Regions from separate parts of the Rattus norvegicus genome. Here all the other regions are linked to region 1. A link is a contact called in public Hi-C data. All regions are on one chromosome and are shown on one strand. Each heading gives the region's core, a stretch centred on a gene start, on an enhancer-like site or on the middle of the called end of the contact. The rest is flanking DNA. Distances are from core to core; before and after follow the strand shown. Region 1 holds the start of Dusp6 (dual specificity phosphatase 6). Region 2 has its middle 190 kb from the start of Dusp6. Region 3 has its middle 170 kb from the start of Dusp6.

Region 1 (3,928 bases), core at 463-2,962:
CTGGGACAGGTTTTGGCTCCAGTGATCAGAGATAGGAATTTGCTTGTACTTGAACTCCCCTGCATTCTCAAACAGATTGGGCAGATTGGGGGTGACGTTCAAGATGTACTTGATGCCAAACTCTTCCAACACGTCCAAGTTAGTAGAGTCCTTGGCACAGCCCAGGTAAAGGAAGGGCAAAATCTCCACCGGGAAGGAAGGCTGGCTGTTGGACAGCGGGCTGCCATCGGAGTCCGTTGCACTATTGGGGTCTCGGTCAAGGTCAGACTCAATGTCCGAGGAAGAGTCGGAGCTGATCCTCAGGCCCCCGAGTCCCAGCACTGGCAAGGGCGGGGAGCTGCTGCTGCACGAGCCGTCTAGATTGGTCTCGCAGTGCAGGGCGAACTCGGCCTGGAACTTACTGAAGCCACCTGCCAGAAACAAGAAAAGCGTTCTTGTAACCTGAGAAGCTGTAGTAATTTTCAGCTTGTGAGAGGCACAGGAGGTGCAGGAGACACTACGGTCAGGCGACCTATGAACCCCACTGCAGTAGTAAAAACACACTTCAATGTGCATCTTTAAGAATACAACCATCTGCCTACCCAGGGAGCGTTTATTCTTCTGATTCCGGAAATGCACAAAATTACTTAGTATTTCGAGGAGCTAGGAGGTGTCAAGCTGCACCCTGAACTACATTTCCAGCTCTTCTGAATCTTAAGTCTAAACCAACCCAGAAGAAAGCGAGAGGAAGGTGGAGGTGCCGGATTATAAAGAACCCTTAAAAAAGAAGCTACCACGCTGGCCCAGCTCCCTTAAGCGCAATGCGAGAGGCGATCGCTACCTCGCCCGCAGTTCCCCAGCCTGCAGCCCTAGCTCCGAGCGCCGGGGCGCACAACATACCTTCAAGGTAGAACGCCCGGCAGCCCTCGTCTTTGAGTTTCTTGAGCAGCAGCCCGAGGACCGACTCTCCACCTGTGTTCTCATTCCAGTCGCTGCTGTTCTCGTCGTAGAGCACCACGGTGTCGGTGCCGCAGCGCCTGGTAAAGCGGTCCCGGTCCTCGCAGCGCGTGAATAGCGCGCGCACCGGCAGGTTGCCCTTCTGCAGACGCCGCAGCATGATGCCCGGGATGGCCACGTTGATGGCAGATTCGATGTGCGACGACTCGTACAGCTCCTGCGGTCGGCAGTCCATCAGCAGCAGCTGTTCGTTGCCCAGCTCCAGCTGCTCGTTGAGCCACGCCACCGTCTTGCTGATCGCCATTTCCGACGCGAAGGGCACGGGTCTGAGCGTATCTATCATGGGGGTCGAGCTGCAGGAGAAGGCGGGGTGCCTAGCAGACGCCCCTCGAGGCAGGCATAGGCCAAGCACGCCGTGAGAAGCTCCGGCTCTCGGAGCCGGGTTTGATTCGGCCTTTCCCAAGCCGAAGCTAGCGGTTAGGGAAGGCGACAGAAGCCAAGCCGGTGGTCCCTCTGCACCAGATCACTCTCAGAGTCAATGAATCTCTCTGAATGAAAGTGCCCAGTTTTGTTCCTACCCAGTGAATGAAATCCAATTAATTCGGACTCCGTGCCACTGAGAGGAGAAAAAGGAAAAAAGAAAAAAGTCTAGCAGCTCCTAATCCCTCTGAGGCTGCACCTCAGATCCAACCCCGTGTTTCTCGCCGGATTATTCAAGACTGGGTTTGCTCGCAGTCCCTAGGACTCCGCGAGAGCACACCCCCTGTGCCAGGCAGCTCCTCAATGGATACAAACAGCCAGCGTCTCAATGGATACATTCTCTCGGCCAGCCAATGAGCGCGCTGCGGAAGGGGCTGTTGCCGTGGGGACGGGCCGGCTGGAACAGGTTGTGTTGATGAATTGTTAATGAGTTTGTCATTCACAAAAACGGAAAGGAATTTCCGCTCCGGATAAGCCCCAGTGCAAACAAGCTGCAACTGCGGGCTCGGCGGGAGGAAGGAGAAAGAAGAGGAGGCGGCGGTGGAGGAGGAGCAGGGCACATAAACCAGGGCACTAAAGTTGTCTCGTGTTTCCTTCTGTTGAGAGTTCACACTTCGCGTCTAACTCTTGCGCACCAGTAGTGCAATTAGCAAGCACAAAAGCCCTTATTCGCTACTCTTACTATCTCAAGTTAGCCTTAATAAAACGTGAGGGTCCCCCACCCCTTTTTTTATTCCCTTTAACGCTAGATCCTAGCCCGCTCCTTCTCCCTCACCACCACCCCGGTCCTCCTTTAGATCGTGTGTGGCATTTGTTTGGCTCTTTTAAAAGTCTAGTTCTGTTTGTTCTGAAGTCCTTTTAGCCGAGGCTGTGTTGGGGCTGGTGAACTGCCTGGGCTTTAGCGACCCAACGAAGTGTTAAATGCTAATCCAACATCTCTAGAAACAAACTAGTGTTTTGTTGAAACATTTTAAAGCAGCTAAGCAAACAAGCGTTTGGTTGTCCAGAAAACCAGAAGCACCCCAATCCCGAGTTTTCTCAACTTTCGGGGGGGGGGGCGAGCAGGAAAAACCTTGTCAGCTAGCCCTACACTTTTCTTATGCTCCGGTGGGGTGGAGGCATTCTGAGCCATTGCTCCGGAGATCTTGCTCCCCACCCCCACCGGTCACCCATCGAGCCTGGAGAGACGAGCTCCTTTAACGATTTGGGGTCAGAAGCAGAGTTTGGCTTCTAAGAGGAACCGGTCTGGCAAGGCAGCCTAGGTTAGGCGCCTGGGACACCGGGCCTCACCAACGCTCCCTGCAACCCGGAGACGTGGGGGGAGTCCTCCGCAAGACCTTTAAGCCTGAGGGAACTGGCTACTGTGGGCAGCGAGGCCAGTCCCCTAACCTTTCTCGGCTGCAGCGGTTCCCGAGCTCCGCATGGAGCACTCTAGCAACTCCAAACGCGCTTGCGCGCTGCGCTTTGGCCGCAGCACCGCTGCTCTGGGGAGGGGGAGGGGGAGGACACGCGGCGACCCCGTGATCGAATGTAAGGCCGTCACGGAACTGTCCCCTAGGGAGAGACCTAGAGTCGGAAAGAAGCCAGAGATGTCCCTGTCTGGACCCCTTGGTTTCCGAGTTAGGATTTGGGAGTCTCATGGGCACCACACGCAGGCAATTTAGGACGGAGGCGGCGCGGCACCGGAGCCGGATGGAGGCGTGGCCGGCGGGGGCCGCGACGGCGACGAGAGCGCATCCCCGGCGCGCACAGCTCTATTGTTATATAAAAGTGCCGAGTCCGCCCCTCCCGGACGGAAAACCACCTGTGTGCGGCGACGGCGGGCCCTGCGGAAGGCGCGCGTCCCGATCCGGTCTGCCCTTCGGGTCCCACGGAAAGGAGCCCGGCTTTGTCCGGCCGCGACCGGGAGGAGGAAGCGCTGGCTGCGGCCCTTCCCGAATCCGGGGCGCGGAGGGCGTCTAAGGTCACGGGATCTCCCCAGCCCAGAGCCTCGCAGCTCGGTCCTACCTACTGTCGCCCGCAAAGCAATTTGCATTTTTAATCACCCTCCTCTTCCGGGGTTTGGGAAATGTGGGCTAAAAGAGAGCGACTTGGAGGTCCAAGTTGCCAATTTTGGAGCCCTCCCGCAGGCAGGCGCCCCAGGAGGAGCGTTTTGATGAAAATGGGGGTTGCCTCCATCCTCTCTCCGCGCCTTTTTTGGGCAGCCTAGGAACAAAACGCCCATATTTCGCTGGCTAGCTTCCAACTCCTGCTGGGGTAGGCCTGTGCTGCAGCTGACGCCCCCGGATCCTTCCACATCTGTTACAGGCTTTCCCACCCCGAGACAGTTCAGTCTGTGGGACCAAGGACTAGGATGAGGGGAGTGGGGGCGCTCCTCGAAAACATGAAGCACGAGTCTCAATCTCCAAACAGAAGAGGGAAGGAAGCAGGTTGGGTTTTCCTCTACCAAATTTTGAAGTGAAGCACCTGGCATTTGGGAGGATGATAATAAGGTCTTGGCACGGGTGGACAG
Region 2 (3,928 bases), core at 648-3,147, 190 kb before region 1:
TGTCTATAAACCCATCATTTCTACAGGAAGACAGGAGGCATATATGGGAATCTTTCAAAAAGTAAAAGTTTCTAAAATCAAAGGGCAGACAGACTCTGCTACAAACAAGGTAGAAGGAGAAACTAACTCCTCACAATTGGCATCTGACCTCCACAGCTGGGTACATGCATGTGTGTGCAGAAACGCAGAGTAAATTAATAGGATGTATTATTTTTTTAAAAAAAAGAGGAAAAGAAAAACATTTCAAACACAGAAGACCAAAAAAAAAAAAAAAAAAAAAGTTGTATCACCCACAGTCCCTTCCTCTGTAGCGATGGAGAGAGTAAACCAAGAAAGAGGAAGAAGTTTACAGGAACCTGAAGAGACCATCTCCAATATGGCAGAGACTTAAGGGGATTTCCATGATGCCATGGTAGAGACTCCGAGCTCACAGAAGCTTGGGCTTCACTTTGGCAGCAGAAAGCACACGGATGCTTTCCCGGGGATCCATAATGATCTTACAGAGGTCACACAATGTTCCCGAACACACCGGAAGAAGATTCATCATTTTGGCAAAAAGCTTGGGGTTACAGGATCAAATGGAATCAGATAATAAGTGAAGCTTCCTGCCCCTGGGAACTTTTACATAGAGGGCTAATTTGAATTTAAATGTTAAAGAGACTAATTATATGTGGAACCTTTACTTTTTATACACCCGTACAACTGGAAACACACTTCACAAAAACTTTTCTGGGAAAAGAAGGCAGGAAACCAACCCCCCCACCAAAAAAATTTTTTTTCAGGTCAAGAAATAGTTTCAGGATAATAAAATTATCAGTCACGAAATGAAAACTGCTAAATGTTCAAAAAGAACAGCCAGTCCAGCTGGAGCAAAAAGGCACCCAAGAGATGAAAAGAGAAATTAAAGTTGACACTTTGTAATTGAAAACATTTTAGAAGGATGACAATGTAAATTAAAGAAATTAGAAACCTTAAGAAATGTCAAAAAAAATTTAAAGCTAAAATGAGCATACCATTCATTCTACAAGTACTGTCCTTATGGTATGAAAATATAAACACGATTTGTTGACACGTTCTCTCAACCAAACACAAATTTATAATTGTTTCTACTTATAACACTGATGGTAAAAATTACATAATGAGGTTTAGTGACCAGAATGGCATTGATAAATTAGGCAAAGGAACAATCAATTTACGAAGAAATAATAGTAACCATTAAAAGTCTGTTTTAATGGCCAACAGTAAGAATAACCATCTTGGACATGGTAGTTTCTTATATTTCTATAATCCAACTGCCCTCAAGACCAAGCTTCCAAAGAGTCAGCACTGAACTAAAACAATAGTGAACACTCAACACCTACTCCTTTAATTAATAGTACATAAAATTGGTTTACGTTATTTTAAACAAAATTATAGATGACTCACTCCATGTAGTGACAATACTGGGGTCAGAAGCATTAGCATAATGCCCCACACCAAATACATTACATTAATAAATGCTTGCTTGAGAATAAGTTCCCAGACAGCTTAAATGCAGAACCAGTAATATGACCAATCCCCTACTGTGTGCAAGTGACCAATCCCCTACTGTGTGCAAATTAATTCCCTACTTACACTCATGGCAATAAGAAAACACAGGAGCTTGGCCCCTTTAGGAAGGGACTTTAAACCTAACTGGTGAAAGACACATTAATGAGATAGATTACTGGGCTCCGAGACACATTCTAAGTAAGATGCTAACAGAATAAAACTGGCAATTAGTGAACGTTACACATTGTGTTCGGTTCGTTCTGCTTGAAAATCAAACAGAAAAGCACTGGAGAAGTCCAGCTTGAAGTCCTCATTGTGACATTTCCTGAAAGGAATGTAAATCATTTATTTAACAGCGCCCAGCTTGTTTGTTTTGTCGGTTTGCCCACTCTCTAGTTCTTGGGAAATAATGATCGCAGCACCTCCAATGGCCAGCAGTGTTCCCTGGGTTCAATGGGAGCAAGTGTGAGCTGAGGTTTAAACACAACACGGCAGCAGAGGCTGGTGTTTTAGCCTTTTAAATAATACTTTAACTGCCATAACGTTTTAAACCAAGGAGCTCTATGCTAGCCAGTGCTGGGTGCATTGACTTGCATTTCCAACCTGACTCAGATTTCTGTTGATCTCAAAAGGATGATTTTTCCTACAGCCAGGGTACCGGCAAGACTACAAGGTGATTACTAAGACCTCTCATTCGCAAATCTTGTGCTAATCAGAATCTGTTTCACAATGTCTAAAGAGACCCAAACAATACGAAAATAAAAAAGACTGGTAAGTACGCCATACAAATCGCATCACAGTGGTTCTCATTCAAGTCTTCTGATTACAGCATTGACTCGGTTAATCAGCTTTGGGATGAGTGCTTTTGTTGAAATTAAAATCACGAAATTATTTCTACTAATAACATCCATTCTACCCCAGTTCAGCATAGTGTCATGAGATTTTGTTTGAAGGGAATTTCTGGGCAATCCAACTCCACTGGGAGACTTGTTCTGAGAAATCCCTTCCAGATCAACAAGATGATGAGTCTCTGAGAAAGGCTGCAGTGTACAATGAAAATACGGAACCATTCTCTCTCGTCCTAAGGTTTTGGTATTATCGAACACTCTTCACACCAGCAGAATCTGCCTAGGGTGCAGTATGGTTTTTCTTTTCCCACTCGGTTTTGCACAACACCTGCAAATTAATCAGGATGTTTTGGGGTGTACCCGCACTTCTCTGTCAACATTTCAGCTTTGGGCAGATGCCAGCCTGTACGAGATTTTCATCTTGAGGCTGCTTCCTTTCTTGCAACACTGGTTGGACTGTTGCCAAAATCATCAAGCTACTGAGGGAACATCCCCTTTTACTTACTCCCATCCGTTTCTGGATCCGAAAGTCATCCCTGAGTGTTATGACTAAAGATAGGCCTTTTTCCTCTCTCATTATTACTAACTCAACTACAGCAATCCTCACCAATCTCTTTAGTTCCCTCTTTTTAACATGCTAACACCTCAGTCCTGAGTTCATGTCTAGGGTTTCTGTTTTGGTTTTTTTGTTCATTTGTTTGTTTTGTTTTTCTATTAAAGAAGAAACAAACGATTTAGGGCTATGATAATATTTATCATGCTAAGAATACTCAGGTCTTTGTTTCTACACAGAAATAATAATGCCATTTCTACCCCTAACCACTATGGCAGTGTGTGAATGTGTGTGTGTGTGTGTGTGTGTGGGTGTGTGTGTGTGTGTATGTGTGTGTGTGTGTATGCGTGCGCGCGTGCACACACACACATGCATGTGCGTTTGCATGTGTCTATGCATGGAGGCTAGAGAGGACAGTGTGATTTTGCTACTCTTATGAATCATAATGTAAATATCTGACATGCAGGATATCTGATATGTGACCCTGGGAAAGGGTCATTAGACTCCAAAACAGGTTGCAATCTATAGGCTGAGAACCTCTGTTTCACACCACACTTTTGAAACACAATCTCTCACTGATCTCGGGGCTCTATGATTTGGCTAGATGGACTGACCAGAAAGTCCCAGGTACCTTCCTCTTCCCATCCTAGTCCCTGCCTCCTGGCACTCTGGTTATATATAGTCACAGTCTATTTTCCCAACTTTATAAGTGGGTGCCAGGAAGCTGAACTCAAGTCCCCATGCTCGCATGGCTAGTACTTTCCTGACTGAACTCTTCATTCCCCATTGCAGCATTTGTAAATATAAATCTCTATGCACGTCATGTATTTATTGTTACCAAAGTAATGAAAATTGAAGTAACAGTGAGAATAGTCAAACCCCAAAACGCTGACCATTCTAAATTGCTATAAGGGTGTGGACCACCAGAAGTCATTTATGGTTGGGAGAATACAAAATAGTACCATCATTATAGAAAACAATTTGACAGCTTTGTGCA
Region 3 (3,928 bases), core at 565-3,064, 170 kb before region 1:
TGAAAAGCACGGGCTACTGAGTGTTTCGTCTCACTCCCTAGGAGCGAGACTTTGAATTCTATGCTATCAACTATAGGAAAAAAAAAAATACTGCCCATGCTTCACCTTCTAAATGCTTTAGCTGGCAGGCAAAAATCAGATACATGAGTGTGAGCCAATAGCATAGCAGTTCATAGATTAAAAAAAAAAAAAATCTGAGCAAATCTGCTATTCTGCATGGATTACAACCTTAGGAGTAGTGTGAACTTTTTATTACAAAACTAATTCCAAACCATTGGTTTGGTAATACCCATCCTTTGCTGGGTTTTACACAAATAGAAATCTACAAGGCACCAACTTCTAACTAGTAGCCCGTGTTACTTGCTTTTCCTGTTGCTGCAATAAAGTAACCCTGACAAGAAGCAAGCTAAGGGGTTGGGGATTTAGCTCAGCGGTAGAGCGCTTGCCTAGCAAGCGCAAGGCCCTGGGTTCGGTCCCCAGCTCCGGAAAAAAAAAAAGAGAGAGAGAGAGAAGCAAACTAAGCCTTTTTCATTTGGGTTCACTGCTCAAGGTTACCCCTTGGCAGGAAGGACCTGCTGCAGGAACTTGGAACAGGTGACACCACCGCATTCAGTCAGAAAGCAGCGCTGACTGCCATGACAGACCCACTGACTCCTTTCATACAATCCAAGATCCCATCCCTGGTCAACCCGGTCCACAGTGGATGGGTCTTCCCCACTTCAATTAACCTAATCAAGAGACTGCTCAACAGGAAAGCTCCTAGGAATTTCCTCCTGGTGATTCAAAATTAGGTGATAATTAAGAATATTTATTGCATGTCCCCTTCATTAGACTGGCCCAAAGACAAAACACCCTGATAGATCAGCATAGATCATGTTAATCTTGACCAATCCATAATGTTGGTTATTGGCACTGATGTTCCCAAAGACTTAGGCTCAGTGAGTTCATTTAAATTATATTAAAGACTACATGAATAAAAATGCAATAAAATGTTTTAAATCCAAAGGAAAAAAGAATACTGAACACTTAGAAAATTCACTGAAACATTGTTTTCCTTGTCTTAGAATTGGGAACAGATAATTAGGCCAATTTTACTGACAATAAGTCCTTAATGTTCTTTGATATGAATAGGTTTTGAATTTATTATCCATTATTAAATTAATCTACAATTTAATGTTGTCTAAGTCGACTGTTATTGGTAGATTTCCTCTGCACAAAAACATCCTTATTTCTCTTCTAAAAACATTGCTTTAAAATAAAAAAAAGTTCAGTATAAAGCTTTAAAGAGGTCAATGATAGAATTTGCTGAGAAAGCACCTGCCTAACATATGTCAGGAGTGGATTCCCATAGCAAGGTAAAGATTAAAATGGGACTTATCTAATCAAACGTGAGCATCATGGGGTCCAGCTCGCGTTTTACTCGGTCCATTGCTATTTCTTGGTGCTCGGAACAGCCTGCTAGATAATGGGTGCCTCACAAACGGTGACTAAGGGCCTGGATAAATGTATACGGCCGACCACGGATTAAAGTGGACATGTAAAGATGGCGTATCATGCAACATGCATCAAAGCCTAGGTAAATCACAGGGAGACAGTAGAGAACAAAGGAGAGTGAGCCATCTCTGGGGCTCAAGGCCAACTCATGGCTGCTCCCAAGAGGGAGTACCTCTTTCTCATTGTTGCAGACGAGTCAAATGTCTCCTCCCCCTCCCAAATAAATCACTTCCACCTAATTGCCAAGTACATCAGCCCATTCCCAGGCCACATCTAGATGGTATTTCCTATGACTCAACAGGGCAAGATTGATCACTTCTTTGGATTCTTGTGGCTTTATTGTTCACAGAAACAGTGGAGCATTTACACAGCGCCCCTTCTTATCCGAGTTCTCATTACTCATTCATTTGCCGAAATGAATTGCAAATATTTTAGTGTAAAAATCTGCTCTCTAAGTTTTAAAATAGTTCATTAAATATTCCCAAAACACTAGTGAAGATGTTCCAACCACACAGAATCTCAGATAAGAGGACACGTCTCAGCACAACTCCAGGTTTTCTTGGTTTAAACTAATTATAATCATCTTCTCCGTGGTTGGCAGGAAATGCTTTGTATGTGTAAAAAAAAACAAAAAAAAAACAAACAAAAAACAAAAAACAAAACAGAAACAAAAAATTAAAACTATAAAGTAGATGAGCCAAGAACAGCCATCCATCTAGAACAGCCATCTATCTAGAACAGCCATCCATCTGAAAAACAAATTGAAATATAAACACACATTGAACCAAGCTGAACTGTGTACACGCTGCTATTGCATTCAATGACCTTTTTTCTAAAGTCCTTTTTGAGGGTTATGTTATGGTTCCTGCACCGGCAGACTTTATGCTACAATAACAAGGCACACAAGAACAGGACCCGAAAGGAAATAAAGCTTTATTTTGGCTCATGGTCTCATATGCTCTAGTCCAGTGGTTCTCTACCGTCCTAATGCTACGACCCTTTAATAATGCAGTTCCTCACGTTGTGGTGACCCCCCCCCAGCCATAAAAATTATTTTCCTTGCTACTTCATAACTGTAATTTGCTGCTGTTATGAATCATGATGTAACTATCTGATAAGCAGGATATCTGATAGGCGACCACCCAAAAGAGATCGAGAACCACTGCTTTAGTCTGTTACGCTGACTCCATTGCTGGGTGAGGCTAGAAGATCACGGTAGGATGAGTGCCTGCTTGCCTCATATCGGTCTGGATGAACAAAGAAAATAGGAAGAGGAAGAGTTCGTGGGCAAGGCACACACTTCAGAGGTCTGTCAGCAGCACAGTTAGAACCAGCCCACAGCTCCCACCACTTGCAATAATCTTCAACTATGACTTCAGCAATCAATTCAAACACTACTTAGGTCAGGTTTCTCATGACCCAGTCAGTCACTTCCCAAAAAACCTATCAGCTGTCAGCCAGTCTTTAACACTTAAGTCTTGAAGGGACACTTACAATTCAAAGCATCACATCACTTTTATTAAAATCCAAAGAAATGCACTGGTGTTCTGAATTAGGCACCAAGGCACACAACGGTAAGAGAGTAGGCATTGAAAATCTTCAAGGAGGGCAGGGTGGGATGTGGGGTGGAGAAGATGAGAAGGAAGGGATTGACTTGAAAAGGAATGAAAGTTGAAAACAAGCAAAAATAAAACACTGAAATCACAACCCTAAATGTGGACAATGTCCCTGGCTGCAAAGTACTGAGTAAAGAACTGAGGCTATAGATCTGGGCATAGATGAGTTTAAATACTGTCTCAGCCCTGAACTGTCGGTCATGTTAGTTCTCTGCATGTAAAGTAGGAGGATCATGTCTACTGCATGGAGTTCTAGAAAGATAAAACAAAAGAGAAACGCCATGCAGGGTTCACGGGAGACCGCCCGTGCTCAGCAAATGTCGGTTTCTTTCTCCTCTTTTGACTGTCAGTGTAATGAATCTATGTTTACACGAAGTGTGTGTGTGCTGGTGACTGGTGAGACAATGGATCGTACATTTAAGAGAGGGCAACAGGCCGTGATTGGAAGAGACGAGTAAAACGGCTCCCGCTTACACTGAAGTTGAAACGGAGCAGTTTACATACATCGCGGGCCAATCTTCAACAACGAGAAACCCAAGCTATTTGGGAAATAAGCGTTATCATTTATTGCCTTTAAAGGGGGGGGGGCAAGAAGTGCAAGGGTGTGATTCATAGAAGGGAATTTCTATGGCTAGTATAAAGCCAATTGAAAGCTAATGCTTTAAAAATACAAAAGCAAGGCTCTTGGGGAAATGTAACCCGGGGGATTTAATGTATATAGCCTTAAAAGTGACAAAGGAGATAGTTGATAATTCCACGAAGACTGGGCCGCAACTGCCAATCAATGGAGGGATACACTAGAAGAATTTTGCAAGCAG

What was found. Hi-C and Micro-C count contacts between places; a contact is called where the count stands out from the background.
Region 2: a Hi-C map of the A7r5 cell line shows a contact between it and region 1, with 4 times the contacts expected there. The contact joins the enhancer-like site here to the promoter of Dusp6 in region 1. A contact is called at or near these places in 10 of 12 Hi-C or Micro-C datasets (the A7r5 cell line, frontal cortex, hepatocytes and 5 more) and 1 of 1 datasets of contacts at active chromatin or transcription factors (oligodendrocytes).
Region 3: a Hi-C map of Schwann cells shows a contact between it and region 1, with 5 times the contacts expected there. The contact joins the enhancer-like site here to the promoter of Dusp6 in region 1. A contact is called at or near these places in 2 of 12 Hi-C or Micro-C datasets (Schwann cells and kidney).

The regions. Positions count from the first base shown.
Region 1 is chr7:35,977,388-35,981,315 of GRCr8, reverse strand. It overlaps Dusp6 (dual specificity phosphatase 6), which reads right to left and starts at 1,712. Exons shown (of 3, transcript NM_053883.3): 1 at 880-1,712; 2 at 1-410. The coding sequence starts at 1,279.
Region 2 is chr7:36,168,895-36,172,822 of GRCr8, reverse strand. No RefSeq gene overlaps it. Among named protein-coding and RNA genes, the nearest start is that of Dusp6, 190 kb to the right of the region's middle. Within about 2 kb of position 1,897, at least 23 of the 93 cell types and tissues checked have an H3K27ac peak or open chromatin away from gene starts, as enhancers often do. A contact at or near this core is called in the A7r5 cell line, hepatocytes and liver, where this site is marked.
Region 3 is chr7:36,148,962-36,152,889 of GRCr8, reverse strand. No RefSeq gene overlaps it. Among named protein-coding and RNA genes, the nearest start is that of Dusp6, 170 kb to the right of the region's middle. Within about 2 kb of position 1,814, at least 5 of the 93 cell types and tissues checked have an H3K27ac peak or open chromatin away from gene starts, as enhancers often do. A contact at or near this core is called in Schwann cells, where this site is marked.